2 separate regions of the Anas platyrhynchos genome follow, and region 2 is linked to region 1. A link is a contact called in public Hi-C data. All regions are on one chromosome and are shown on one strand. The core of a region is the stretch at or near the end of the contact, and the rest is flanking DNA. Distances in the headings are between cores, read along the strand shown.

Evidence for each region. Hi-C and Micro-C count contacts between places; a contact is called where the count stands out from the background.
Region 2: a contact with region 1 is called in a Hi-C map of subcutaneous adipose tissue, with 1.9 times the contacts expected there. The contact joins the promoter of CCDC71L here to the enhancer-like site in region 1. A contact is called at or near these places in 4 of 8 Hi-C or Micro-C datasets (F1 follicle, F5 follicle, liver and 1 more).

Annotation. Positions count from the first base shown.
Region 1 is chr1:14,670,292-14,677,538 of IASCAAS_PekinDuck_T2T, forward strand. The region is part of intron 1 of LOC119715581 (a long non-coding RNA gene); the gene reads right to left. Among named protein-coding and RNA genes, the nearest start is that of NAMPT, 62 kb to the left of the region's middle. Within about 2 kb of position 4,155, at least 4 of the 8 cell types and tissues checked have an H3K27ac peak or open chromatin away from gene starts, as enhancers often do. A contact at or near this core is called in F1 follicle and subcutaneous adipose tissue, where this site is marked.
Region 2 is chr1:14,739,959-14,747,205 of IASCAAS_PekinDuck_T2T, forward strand. It overlaps CCDC71L (coiled-coil domain containing 71 like), which reads right to left and starts at 2,946. Exons shown (of 1, transcript XM_027459190.3): 1 at 1,114-2,946. The coding sequence starts at 2,771. The coding sequence ends at 1,914.

The DNA.
Region 1 (7,247 bases), core at 2,905-5,404:
TAGTTCTGCAGGTTTTTCTGAACTGCGGAGCCTAAAGCCATTCTCACACAGACCTTACATACCACAGGAGCAAGAGAGCCACCAAGAGGGATGTTTTGACAGCTAATGCTGAGATTGCAACAGGAACCACTTTAGTTTGCTCTGAAAAGCCCTAGGTGGTGTTTCTGCTGAAAAAGCACGTGTTCAATCCAGCAAATCTTTCCTAAAACTCCTAAAATGTTGCTTTATTTATCAATCCTCTCAAGATTTCAAGTGGCAGAAAGCATACAATCCTGACGGACCTTGACATCTGTGGCCACCATCCAGCCAACCCTACCCACATACTGGCTGGGGCAGAAATACAAACGCCGGAAGCCATCTCTAGGGCTAATAACGGGTCCCATCATTCATAATCAAATTAGGGCCTGAGTTATCATTGCAAGCAATAGCGTGGGAGCTTGTCCCTGCCCTCACCTTTCACAAGTCCAGCCAGCAGTTTTCATGGTGGCTGTACAAAGTATGTCACATGTAGAAGTCATGTGTCTAATCTCCATCTTTGTCTTTTAAAATATCTCTCTTCCTCTTTCTTCCCGGATACAGGACCCCTTAGTAGGTTCCACGTAGCTTTCTGCATACAGTGAAGGCTACTTCTACTTCCACATTTTTGTGGAGGTGATCCTTAATATTCATATAATTTGACATGCTATTCCATAAGTTGATTAACCAAGTTTTGTCTTCCAAATGACAATATGCCTGCAAGCTGGGAGAAAATATCACTCTGTGCTGTCACGCAGTGATTCAGAGGGCCAGGATTCAGAGGATTATTTCCAAGCAGGCGTATGTCAGCGTTTCACTGGGGGAATTTAAGAGCCTTCTGTGGCATTATTTGCAAATTCCTCTGGAGGAATGAATCAAAAGCACAGTGTAGGAGATGCTTTCAGCTATTAGAAACAAAGATGTATTTGTGACCTATCGCTAGAAATAGCTAGCCCTGAGCAGTCAGATAGGTTTGCCCTGGATATTTGTTGGCATTTGTTCAATAAAAAAGTATATTAAAAATATCTAAGAAAATGTCCAAATTGATTCAATACACAGTAGAGGTGACAGAGCTGGGCAACTGCTTCGAAACTGTCCCCTGCAGCAGCAGACTAATGGTGACAGTTCAGTGACCTTTATGAAATATATTGAGCTCAAGATAAATTCCTAGCCAGTGAATGTTCATGTGAAATAAGACTGTATAAATTCTAAGTGAAAACACAGTGAGAGGTAACTGATAGCTGCTACAACAGCTCACACTTGGCCTGCCAAGGTCTACATTTTTTTTTTCTTTATATATATACAGAAAAAAGAAAAACCTCCCACACATTTGTGACGTTTTGGAATACTGAATTACTGCAACGAGATGACTTTTGCACAATTGTGCTCGGGACAGGTGTCGGCCCCTCTAACCATGCCTGCCTGCTGGGGAGCTTGTTCTGCCGGCAGCTACCGTGCTTCACTTCTGCTACACCTCATATGCCACCTAGTGGCTTCTGAAGTGGGAAATTCCTTATTAAACATGATTTTAGACTCACTGCTTTTGCCAGTTAGCTATTTCTCACCTTGCTGGTGAAGAAGCAAGTTTAGGCACAATGCTGGTATGCATGGTGCACAAATGTACTGGCATGTAAGTGTGGTCAGACACCGCAAGGTGCGCCAGCACCCTTGCAAATGACCCCAATAACAGCCCACCCAAGGGCCTCCTCTCATCAGCTGTAGCAAGTTCTCGCTCTTCACTGCACCCTGGGCCTCCCTCCCCCCCCCAAGAAATTTCCACTACCTTGGCCTTAGTTTACGGCTCTCCTGTTTGCCCACCACTCAGAAAGCTGTCCCAGAATCCAGCCCCTTCAGCTGCTCACCATACCCCTATCTCTCACCAACTTAACTAAATGCCTGGAGGAGAAGAGCTTGTACTTTTTACTTCCAAGCATTCAGTCATGGCAGACACTTGCTGCAAAATTCACAGGTTGGATAAAATCCAAGTAACTTCTTACAAGGGCCAGGGAGGACTTTGTTGTTCAGCTCAACACTTTGAGTGCCCTACATTCAATGTATAGCCTTGTGGTTGGGGCATTTCTCCAAGAAGAGGAAGTTTTGACTAAGAACTATGTTTTGTCTCCAGAAGAGTTAACTTGATTACTCTTTCTCATGTCTCAGCATGGCAGCCTAACCACTATGTTAATAAATACCCCTATGCCTCAGCCAGCCCTTAAGTGAAATGCTGTCTGCAGAAGAGGTTGACAGAAACCTCTTGGAGGACTGCCATCAGCACGGTCACTTAGGATGAGCCCAACTCCAGCTTGTCACAGTCAAGAGCACATGTTTGCAGTTACTAATGGAAGGGCTTTGTCATCCTCCCATTTGGGCGATGGGTTTCTAAGACACTCGGGGAAAAGAAAGGATCCAGAACTGAACCACATTATCTCCAGCAACCGCATTAGGCACCGGCAGCAGTAAAGAAGGAGCCTTTCCCCAAACGTTCATTCTTTGCATTTCATTGCAAATGCTGGGAAACTGGATAATCCATTTTAAAAATGCCAGCTAAGTTTCCTTATTCTGAAATAAATTCTCTGACCTTTTAAAAATAGACTCCCAACTTTCTTGAAATGGTTTTCCATTATTTCCTTTGAGGCCATTTGGAGAAGTTTGTGTTTGTGAATGTCTGGTCTGCTCCAGAAGTGGTTGTTTGGGGCCATAAATTATCTGAAGAGCTTTTGTCCAGCTCTGGCACATCTTCCTGCTACACATGGCCATTGCCAGGCTTCACCATGGTCAACAAGAAAACCTGCTAGCACCCTTAAAAGCATTTGCCAATGAAACAAGGCAGATTACATATGGCTTCTGCCCAGTCTGAGCGGGGGAAAGTGCTCCTCTTTCTCCTCTTTTCCATTCTTGCTTTCTTCTCCTTTTTCCCCTCTATTATTTTATGCTCAGGGCTTGATCTTGTATTCTGGACCTTCTAGATGTACTCCAGAGCAACCAACAGAAGGTGAGGCAATACAGTGGAAAGATCCTTATGGTGCCATCTCTTCTCATTTTTTCTAAGCCAACTCTCTATCCAGCCACACTCTGAGTTACTGTTTACTTGCAGTCCTTTTAATTACTCAGTCCCAAAACCTTAGATGTCTTCAAGGTGCACCCTGTTTCTTGAAGCAACACGTGCCTCAGGCTGTTGGCTTCTTAATCTACAGCCCCGTCTCTGTTTTGTACTGTTTGTTTGTACAGTGCCACAAGTCACTACACCAGTATATACAAGTAAGAATAAGTATTTATTTGTCTTCTCACTGTGTAAAACTCCAAAATGCCAAACCTTTCTAGCATTTCAGAGGCATTACAATTTTAGAGTACTGACCCTCTTACACACAGGTAGCCTGTTGTTTTCTCCAGCATGTTTCAAGATGATTTTAGCCAGAGTATATATATACAGATATGAATTGGCACTTGAACCCATGTTTGATGTGGTTCTGATCCTACACCTGGATTAAATTCAGGTGCTGACCTTAGGTGCGATGTACCAGGAGTATTCCACCTTGTGACTACACAAAACCACTACAATTAGTGACAACGGCAAGGCCTGCGAAAAACATTCCTGCCCTTCAGGATCTGTTTCATCACTGCAGTGAAGGCAATGCAGATGAATGCATGTCGTGAGCTGCTGCCCTGCAGATGGAGAAGCAGTGTCATTGTGCCAAAGCCCCAGGTGGCCGTGTCAGGCCACCGAGGCACCCAGTGGGCCCAGTTGGAGGCCTGGGCTCAGCGAGGAGCAGCAGGACTCAAGAAGCACTGGAGGAAGCAAAGCTGGCATGAACCCCTGCCTCCTGCAGAAACGGCAATACAGAAAGGCCTAAAGTGTGTGCGCTCAGCAGCTAGAGGGCAGGCTCATTTTCCTGTAAAACTCAGTGAACGCTTTTGTCGCAGTTGCAGCGACTTTTAGAGTGTTCAGCTGAAATGACTAAACCGTAAATCACTCAGGGCTAATTGGAGAAGTCTTCTGTCTTAGTCGGGGGTGGGGGGAGCCAACCCAAACCCAAAAGCAAACCAACAGATACACAAACGTTCTGGTTGCTTTGCCAGCCCCGGCTCTTGCCAGCTGGGCCTGCTCCTGACAGCGGCTGGGCAGGACCCGTGTCCAAGGCAGGAACCTTTCACAGATGTGGCCATGTCTCATTGCAAACACCCCGCAAAGAGCACGTGTTGGCTTCCACAGCTTCCACGATGGGAAAAAATAATTGAAATGGTTTACAAATAGCTCTCATCAAAGCACTCAATAACTTCCTTTTAATTTACTTCCTATTCAGAAAAGGGCTTGCAAGAGCAGAGAACATGTGACATGAGCTAAGCAGCCTCCGCAGAGCTCTGTCTCAGGCAAGCTACGTATTCCATCACATAAAATTTTCCAGTATTTTCTGTGGCTGTAGAACTTGGGAGCTGGGCTTGTAACGGTGAGCACAACTGGAGGTGCTGTCCAGAAACAGGCCAGCTCCTGCGCTGTGATGTGCCTGGTCAGGGCTCTGTTGTCACAAGGGCATCAGCTCTGCCACAATATAGACAAATTTGTGTCTTCAAAGACAAATTCTTCTCTTTCTTGCATCTTAAAAGAACCACTGGAAGAAACCAGCTGTCATAGTGCTTGTCTTTGCAGCAAAAACATCCTTTTTGAAGCATATGGAGAAACTGCTGACACTGTCTAGTACCGCTGCCATCCCACTGTTAATACAATTAGGGACTAGGCCAAATAACCCTAAAAGTGGTGCCTGAAAATGAGCATAATTATTGTAAATCATTTCAGGATCTCAGATGGAACAAGCTTGCAGTGAAACACAAGTGCTTCTCCCGTTCCCAAACACATGAGTGCTGGAGGGTTTGCTGTGTATTGTGTCAGAAGGGTTTCATGCATGAGAGGCAAGGAGGAGAGAAGCACTGTAAAACTGTGTGCCAAGATAGGCAGAAAAATAAGAAAAGAAAAAAAAAAAAAAAAAAAAAAAAAAGCCTGAGCAGCAGCCATGGGACTGCAGATGCTAGAAAAGCCCAAAGAGGTCCTCGGGGCTCCACACCAGCAGAAAATAAATTGCAACTATGTGGGGCAAAAGGATTTCTCATTAATTTTAAATTTGCTTACTTCTGTTGGTAATATATGTTGTTGTCTGTTAGCTACATTGCAGAAATGAGTCTGCAGCACCCATCCTATGAAACATCACCGCACACAGGGATGGATTTTGAGCTGTGCTGCGTGTTCCCTCTGCAATGATGCGTACAGAGGGGGAGAGGTTTGCATTTGCAGAAATGACAGGCAGTGTCAGCCTGGTGTGGACGGGGAGATTACACCGTGTTGGGCATGGGAAGGGCTTGACAGCTCTCAGCGCACACTTGCTGCCCTCCAAAACAACAGGCAGAATCTTAAGAAGCAAACAGGTATTTGGAGGAGTTGGGGTAATACAGTCTTGTATAGGTGTCACACTGCACAGGACTGAGATGGGATAGCCAGACTTCATGTAAATACAGTTACTGAGAAAATGGTTCCTTCTGTTGCACTTCCTCCTGTCTGCAAGGGCAAAATCCTCATGGTGCTAGCATAGACTCCTGATCCTCTGACCCATCTGATGCTGGAGGTATTGTTCATTTCAATAGAGAAAGGCTTGGAAGAAAATTGAATTTGGATAATTAGGATGCTGCTAGAAGCCCAGAGAGCCTTGGTCCTTGGGAACAGAGGATGCCACAAGAAGCGCCATCCTCCTCCATGTTCATGAGCAAGAAGGGAGAGGTTTCTGTGAAGGAACACCAGCAGAAGACAGGAAGAGAGAGAGATTTAAGCGCGGATGAATAGGAGACATGGAGATGGAGCTGCAAGGAGACAGCCCAGCAGGAGTGTTGTGCCTAAGGCCACATTCCAAGGGACATGGTTAAAAAACAACAGCTTCCTGGCAGCGGCCGCAGCACCTGATTTCCTGGCAGGATGCCGCAGCCAGGGAGTGGCTCCAGGACCTGGCTGGTGGCTCCGTTGCTGCTGTGTTTGGATGACATTTTACCTTCCTGGTAGCTTTTGCCTCTTGATTGCTACAGCTCCAGCTTTCTTTTGCCTTTTTTTTTTCTTTTTATTTTTTTTTATGTCTAAAGCACTTTCTACATGTGTAAGGTCATGTCTGGTGGAGAACAAGCAAGCACCCCAGCACAGTACATTTATTTTTCTTGTTTAACCAAAGTGTAAACCAAGCCACAAACAGAATGAGAACATTTCATCCTGAATTGTGCAGATGAAAGAGACATAAAAGCAGAAGTAGGACCAGAGGGCAAACCTCCAGCCAGCAGCAAGCCCTGACCTCAGATTTAACAGCGTCATTGTAAATAGTCCTGGCCCAAACCCTCAACTGGCAAAAAGGAAAATTATGCCAAACTGGTGCTCAGTGAACAGATTTTCCCTACCCAAATATGAAACCATGACAAATAGCCTTTTTTTTTTTTTTTTTTTTTTTTTTTTTTTTTTTTTTTTTTTAGGGGGAAAAAATGAAAATGGGCCAAGCAGGTAGGGGTGTGATGGTGTGAGCAGCCCCTTCTGTGCCCTTGTGCCCTGCTTTGCCAGTACCGTCCTCCACTTCCGCCTCAGCCCTCCCACCAGCACCATTGCTTGATTCTTTTTGTTGGCTCCAGGGCCTGTACGCTGCGTGGACATCTGAGCTGCCTCTTGCTCAAGAGAGGAAAAACTGTGGTGGCTTCTTCCCTTTTACTCATTTACCAAAATCGTTTTTGCTTGAGCACTCTGCTCCATCGTTTGCAGCCTCTCTGGTGCTAAGGTTTCTGATGGACGTTTTCCACTTAATAACTCCCTTCTATGAGAGATATCTGTCAAAGATAGAGAAGCACCAACATACACAATGCACCTGCATGCCAGTCCCTCTCATTTATCCCTTTACTCCATCAGATCTTCATAAAACAACCTCCTTAGTCAGGGTCCCTTGCTCTAAGTGAATAAGGTCTGAGCCCAGCAGTCACGCACACTGAAATCTGCTGTTGAAGAGCAAGAGAAGTACAAGAGAGAGAGGAAAGGATGCTGTCAAAATGCATTAAAGCAGACTCAAAAGGCCATCTACCTAGGTACATGTTTATTTGTGCCTCCACAAGCCAACCTGCCCTTAGCCTGTACCAGAAGCAGAGAGGGAGCACCCAGCCTTGTGGACACTAGAAACTGCATGCTAGGCTTTGTTCTGTGAAAAGGTCTTGTTTTCTCAACAGCA
Region 2 (7,247 bases), core at 1,696-4,195, 68 kb after region 1:
GGCATTTGGTCATGCTGCAAAATGTCATATTGAGTTTTAAATCAACACAATGTTGCTTTTAGATTTGAGCAGGTATTATAGCCAGAGAAATAGCTCAACAATATGCACCCTTGAACTTTCATTTCCTAATTCCCTTCTGAAATGTGACGTGGCACTACTGCAGCAATCAGCAGGCAGTCTAACGTTATGTAAACAATTTCAAAAGCCTAATGGTTATAGAATAGATTGTTAGTTTGGAAGAATAAGAACTTGGCAGCTTTGCTAGGTAAGAACTATGTAATATAAACAGGTTTCAGAAGCTGTTTGCTTCAGGTTAGCATTAGCAAATTTTTGCAAACACCCTCTACACATCTAGCTGTCTTATTACCTCCAGGAAGAGCAGGCAACAAGGAGTCAATAGCAATCAGAAAAGAAATTTAAAGTCACCAAACCATTCTATAAACAAGCTGTGAAGTCATTCATTCCACTGTGGAAACTGAGAAGTTTCTTGTTTGCTAGGATACTAGGGACACAAACTCTCTCTCACCAAGCACTTCTTGTTCTTCCCCAAGCTCGGAAAAAAAAAGTCCCCCCATACCTTTGCCTCTCATACACCAACCACACTGGGCAAAACCTAAGGAAAGCCCTTAAAAAATCATATTCAGGAGGGAATGCCCACGAGACAGAATGACAAGATGGTGTTTTTCAGGCAAAATAGTCCAACTACGTTATGAATCTTGTATCACAGTCCACTGTGAAACCCAGAAGAGGTTTATGAAAATAATTATGTGCAAGTAATTACATGGATATGATTATCAACCTCTAACCATCTTAGAGCTCCAGGTTGACAACCAGCGCTGAAGCGATCAGGCTTGAAGTCTTGCTGCAGAGATAGGCACTTCAGTGTGGTGTTTGGGTCATGTGAGGACTCCTTTTTTTGCCGTTAATGCCAACATCGTATCACAGTTCACCTTCAGACACCTAGGAACTGCTTTGATGAGTAGTTACATTTTTCACAAACCCTAAATTTGTTTTCAGGAGACACCCCTGGTGCCTTCACCAGGCACATACATGGCGTACGCCACCAAAGAACCCATCCCTGTGCAGTCCAGTTTCATTGAACTGAAACGCCGCTTGTTCTTTGCCTTTTATTAAGTTCACTTAGGTTGACCAAATGAGCTTCCCTAAAGTAAACAGGTTTATAAAATATCAGGATGATTCTATCTTTAGGTGCTCAATAGAAACAAATACTTAGTTCAACTAGAAAACTTTAAAAATGACTTTAGATACAAAAGTGTAACAATTATACTGCGCAATACATCTTTATATATCACTAAGCCCATGAAATTGAAAAAAAAAAGGTTTTTTTGTTGGTTTTTTTTTTTTTTTTTTTTTTTTTTGCACCATCAAGAACAGCCACAAGTCCTGAACCTCCATTCTTTACGCATCCTTGATCAGAGTAAACTGAAACTTGGGAATGCTTGGGATTCAAAATACCCTGAGCACATACTAGTGCAACACCACAAAGCATACATAATCCGTCGGAAAAGGGGAGGGAGGGGGGGGACAGCGAGAATCGGATGGTGCTTTATTATACAAGCATGAAAGAAAAGTTCCTTTGGAAAATAACTTCTTGGGTGGACTTCTGGACCAGTGAGGTAGCCCGAAGGGGGAGAAGTGGAAGCGGAACTTGGTCCCCACGCGCGGAGCCTGCAAGAGGCCGGAGCCCCGCAGGCTGCCCCCGGTACCGGGGGGGGGGGGGGGGGGGGGAAGAGGAAAGGGGGTCGTGGTGGGGGTCCCGGCGCCCCGTCCCGAGTCCGAGCGAGCCGTAAAGTGCAGCAGAAGGACATGATCCAGACGAAAGCAATGTAAACAGGTGACTGATATCGGTCTCTTTGTCCGCGGCGGGGCAGAGCCGGGCGGCGGCCGCGGCCTCACGACGGCGCCACGGGCAGGCGGCGCACCCGCACCACGGGGGCCAGGTCCACGCCGAGGATCCGCTGCGCCCGCCGCAGCGCCGCCGCCAGGCTCCGCCGGCTCCACACGCTGCCCCGCACCCGGATGGTGGGGAAGGAGGTGAGGCGGGGGGTGGCCGCCTGCCAGATCTCCTCCAGCGACCGGCCGCCGAACGGCTCCCAAGCCGGCCCCTGCGCCGGGGCGCCCCGCTCGCTGTCCTCCTCCTCCTCCTCCTCCTTCTCCTCCTTCTCGCCCGGCACCGCCGCCGCTTGGCGCTGCCACCCCCGTCCCCTCCTGCGTCGCCGCCGCCTCCGCCGCCGCTTGGCGCTGCCCCCCGCGGCCACGGCCCGGCGCTTGGCGGCGGCGGCTGCCGGGAGGCGCCGCTTGCCGGGGCGGCGGCGGGGCCGCTCGGAGGAGGGCGGCGGCGGGTCGGGGACGACGGCGCGGCAGGAGGCGTAGCCGTAGACGTCCTTGCTGCGGAGGATGACCGGGGAGAACTCGTGCTTGAGGCTGCAGAGGAAGTTCCAGAGCTCCGAGTCGGAGCTCATGAACTCGGTGGACTTGGGCATGAAGAGCTTCAGGGCGTCGCTCAGCGCCTTGGTGCCGGCGAAGGAGACCTGCGACCGCGAGTACACAACTTTCTCCGCCTCCCCTTGCAGCCCCCAAGCGGCCGCCGCCGCTCCGCCACCATCGGCTGCTGCCGCCGCTGCCGCTGCTGCCCCCGCCGCCGCCTCCACCGCCACCTCCTCCCGGGCCCCCTCCGCGGCGCTCCCCGCTTCGTGGTTCATCCTCCCGGCTCCTCTCTCCAGCGCCGCCTGCTTCCGACTGCGGGTCATGGAGGCGGAGGGGCGAGGAAAAAAAAAAAAAAAAGAGGGGGGGGGGAGCGCGAAGGAGGCGCGGGGAGGCGAAGAGAGGACGGGCGCCGCTCCGCCAGCCGGGCGCCCGCCGCTCCTCCGCCACCGCCCGCCCGCCGGCTGGGAGCGCCGATCGATCGCGGCCGCCCGGCACAAAATGGCGCTTTAAAGTCCCAGGCGGGGACTGCGCCGCGGCCCGCCCTCCCTCCGCGCCCGGCGGTTGGCCCGTTTGAAACGCGTGGCGGCGGCCCCAAACACCGCCCTCAGCCCGCTGCGAGCGGCCCTCGGGGGGCTCCGGGTGCTCCTCGATGAGGGGAGCGAGGTGGAGACCCCTCGGAGTGCTGAGGGGGGCTTCGTCCCCGAGGGCAGGACTCGCCCCCGCGGTGGTGGAGGGCTCCCGGGGCAGGGCGTGCCCTGAGGGGCAGCGCCGGGGCGCGGGCGGGTCCCTCATGTCGCCATGTGCTGCCATGTGCCCGGCTGGCGGCATCTTGCTTGCCTCAGGGGACAGCTCCCGGCAGCTTGGTGCTCGGAGGTTGTGTCACCCTGGTCGCCATCGGCCAGCGGTGGTGGCGGGGTCTGGCGGGCCTCACACGACCTCCATGCCGTAAGGGCGAGGCGCTGCACACAAGGGGTAGAGGCTTCGAAGGGTGGGCTTGCCCCAGAGCTTGAGCAAAGGCTGAGTCAAACAACAGCGTGGAATAGAATCCCATAGTTGAGTTGAAAAGGCCCTACGATGATCACCAAGTCCACCTGCATGACCACTTCTGGGCTAAACAATAAATAAAGTAACTAAAGTTTCTAAAGTAACTAAACCAAATAAAGTGTATTGTTGGGGGCATTATCCAGCCGCCTTTTGGGCAATGACAGGCACAGGACATCAACCACCTCTTCAGGATGCCTGTTGCACTCTACAACCACACTTAAAGAACATCTTCCCAACATCCAGCCTGACCCAAAATGGGTGACCAGGCATGATACGATGAAGTCCGCCATGCAATGTTTGAGTACAACCATCCTGATCCTGCAGAAGGGCTTTTTAACGTCAACACATTGGTCAGTAACTCAACAACAGCATCAAGACATTGAAATGTTCACAGCGTCATTGGGATTGGCTTCATATCCCAGCAAAGCAGTCCTGTAAGGAAGTCCCAAACAAATTAGTCTTTGCATTAGTTGAGCCCTTTATGAGCATCATCAGCTCAATGAGTACACACTGCCTTCTTGTCCTGCATGACACTGCCATGCTTGCAGCTTTATAGGACAACTTCGTCAGCTGCCATAAGTCCCCTTGTCCCTCTAGACCACGCTTTCCGATAATTCGGAGATTGCTGTCACAGGAAGAGTATCTTCTCAGGTTCTTGGATTGTTTCAGTTAAATCAAAGCTTTCCAGCACCCAGAACAGCAAAGTGTCAGCAAGACCTGAGATGGTTTAACCTTCCCTACAAACCCTACTTGGGGTTTGATTAGACTCCTAACTAATTACTTTCTCTAAGCGTCAGTACGGGCTGAGGAATAACATTATTTTTCTTCATATGCAGTCTTTGTTCTGTAATTAATCTTTCAGTTTAGAATAGGGAAATCTTTTATTCTCAACTCATCAAGAACCTAAATTGGAATGTCTAGGAAGCTTCTCAAATAAGAGGCAGAAATTATGCATAAGAAATTATTTCTTACTGCCAGTGGAAATAAGTGAATTTTCTTCACAGTATAATTTGGTTTGTGTTCATGGGAAATTCAAGAATATTAATCCAAATAACCAATTAAAGTGAGTATTAACAAAACTGTTTTAAATCTTCATGGGGACAATCTCGAGGTTTAGCCATATTCCAAACCAGCTTTATAAATGATCTCTATTTTCAAAAACTCTCTTTCCCCAAACAATGTTGTTAGTGCAGATTTTAATTGGATTCATTTCACAGCACACTTTAGAGCACAGTGATGCAGGCAGATTGCTTTACCTGAGGAAGGTATCCTATAACACAGAGGATAAGAACCCATAGCTGGAAGCCTTATTGCCAGGCATCTCTTGATCCAGCTGTGCTGCAGTTCGTCACACTCTGCACACATGCCTGCTTCCAGCCATGGGGCAGCCAAGTCTCATTGCCAGCTGGACCACAGGAGCTGACCTGTGCTCATGTTCTCAGCGGTGGGAGCTTCCTCACCATCATATTCAGCAGCTCAGTTGATAAGTGGGTCCTCATTAAACTTCAGAAACCCAGTTGCTTATAATCATGACCATGACCTTTTTTTCTGAAATTACAAACATTTCTGGCATATGAGTTAAATGTCATTGCGGTGGAGGTGGGAACTTTTCAGCCAGCAGTAAAGGAGTCACTGTATCCACAAGGTAAAGGACAGATTAGTACATTTTTGTTTTAATTGGCACTTACAAATTATTTTGACTTTTTTTTTGCTTCCAGCATGGATGACACCATTGTACAGCATAGACTGTAATCTCAGCTTTACAACTTCATTGTAGTTTTCTGCAGTGTAACATTCTCCTTTTAATACCTTACGAAGTCATCTTGGGAAAATCCATGGTAATTGGCTCTTTCAGTAATTTACAATAGCCCAGTAGAGTAATAATGATGATAATAAAATTAATAATGCTTTGGAAGTACATCTTCATTTCAATCATACCACTTCCTATAAGCATTAATTATCACTCACAGCACTCCTGAGTTATGTAAGTAAATATTGCCTTTCGATACCAGATGAATAGAATGAAGAAGTGGATTAAAATGAGTTGACTAAGGTATATGGACACAATGCCTTTATTTTCTGTAGATCTCCTTAATTTCTAACAACCTTTCTAAAAAATGTAGTGAATATCTACACTGAAACAGAAGAAAAAAAATCTGGTAATCTTTGTTCCATTTATTAGAATTTCTTTATAGAATTCTAAAGAAAGGGAATGAAGTATTAATGACACACTACTGCATTGACATTGTATTTCTTAAATAATTCCTGCCTAGTGCCAAGAACTGATGGTAAATATTAAATTGTTATCTGTACATATGGTCACACTGAGTTTTGAGACGTGCTCAATAGCCCTAATGTCCGGGATATTAAGTCACACCACTTCTGTTGCTGGGGCTTTTCCTCTAGCAAACTCATTTTGTTCTACTTAGGTTAGCAAGGACAGTCTTTTACTGTCTGACACCCTTAAAAATAATCACCCTTTTTCACTATATTTTCCTCTGCTGTTGAGAGGTTGCATTAACTAGCAGACTGCTTCAGTCACATTGTTCCCTGAATGTCTTTAGCACACTTTCAGGAGACCTTGGGTGACACTGCAAGCATGACTCTACATATATTTGAAGCTAAGCTTCAGATGTTACCCAACAGTCATCAAGTTCCTTGGTCTGAGTTGTGCCCAGACAAGTACTGGCAAAATTCCTGATGTACTTTTAGTGAGAGGCAAAAGCAAATAATTTGCAATAATAGTCTTTCAATCAGTTATTCAGAAAATAGAGGGGGGGGGGGGGGAGGGAAGGGGAGTCACTGTCTATATTTTTTAAGAAACTGCTAATGTAGTGGCAGTCAAAAAGGGAAATAAGATGTTAGGAAATGCTATGAAAGGAAATGAAAGAAAGCAAAATAGAAACGGCATTCTGCTGAATATGTCCATTGTGCCTCCACAGATCTTGGATACCATGCATTTCTAGTCCTACTGTCTCTAAAAGGATATAGTAGTGATACAAAGAAGGGTGACTAGGATAAGCAGGAATTTGGAACACCTTCTGTATGAAGAGAGATTAAATAAGCTGAGGCTCTTCAGTTTGAAAAACAGATGGCTGAGGAGGAATATGTTAACGGTTTATGAAACTGTGATGGTACAAAGAAGGCAGATAGGAAATGATTATGTCTTAGTTTTCATAACCGAGAATGAAAGGGGAGCACATGAAGTTATGGAGCAAGAATTTTTAAATGACCTAAAAGAAGTACTTTTTTTCAGATGACTTACAATTCCTCCGTGGAGTTCATTTTTCCAGCAAATTTTTGAGTGCCAACATGGAAACATGTGCCCCCATACTGAACGTAAAGATGAGAAGGGGTTGCAGACATTACAGAGTTCGCCATTTGAAGTGGTGAACATGAGTGGAAGAACATATTACAGAACTGCAAAGCTATGAAGCATTCGTAGAGAAAAGGGTACAGAGGTTACAGAGCCCATCAACAGCTAGGGCAGAAACCCAGCAAAGATGGAGCCTGAGGTAAAGTGTATTCCGCTAGTTCTGATTATTGCATCTTCGTTTTTCTCTTTTCTTCATAGCCTCAGTAAAGACTCTTTCAAAATAGTGACTGACTATACGCAGAGGGGAAGAAAGGATTTTTTTTTTTAAATAAGCATTTTATTTTAATAGCATTCTTTGGCAATAATGTTTGGAAGAGGAAAAAATGTCAAACATATTTTAGCAGAAGACTTTGATACATTCAAAAAACCCCTCAAGCAA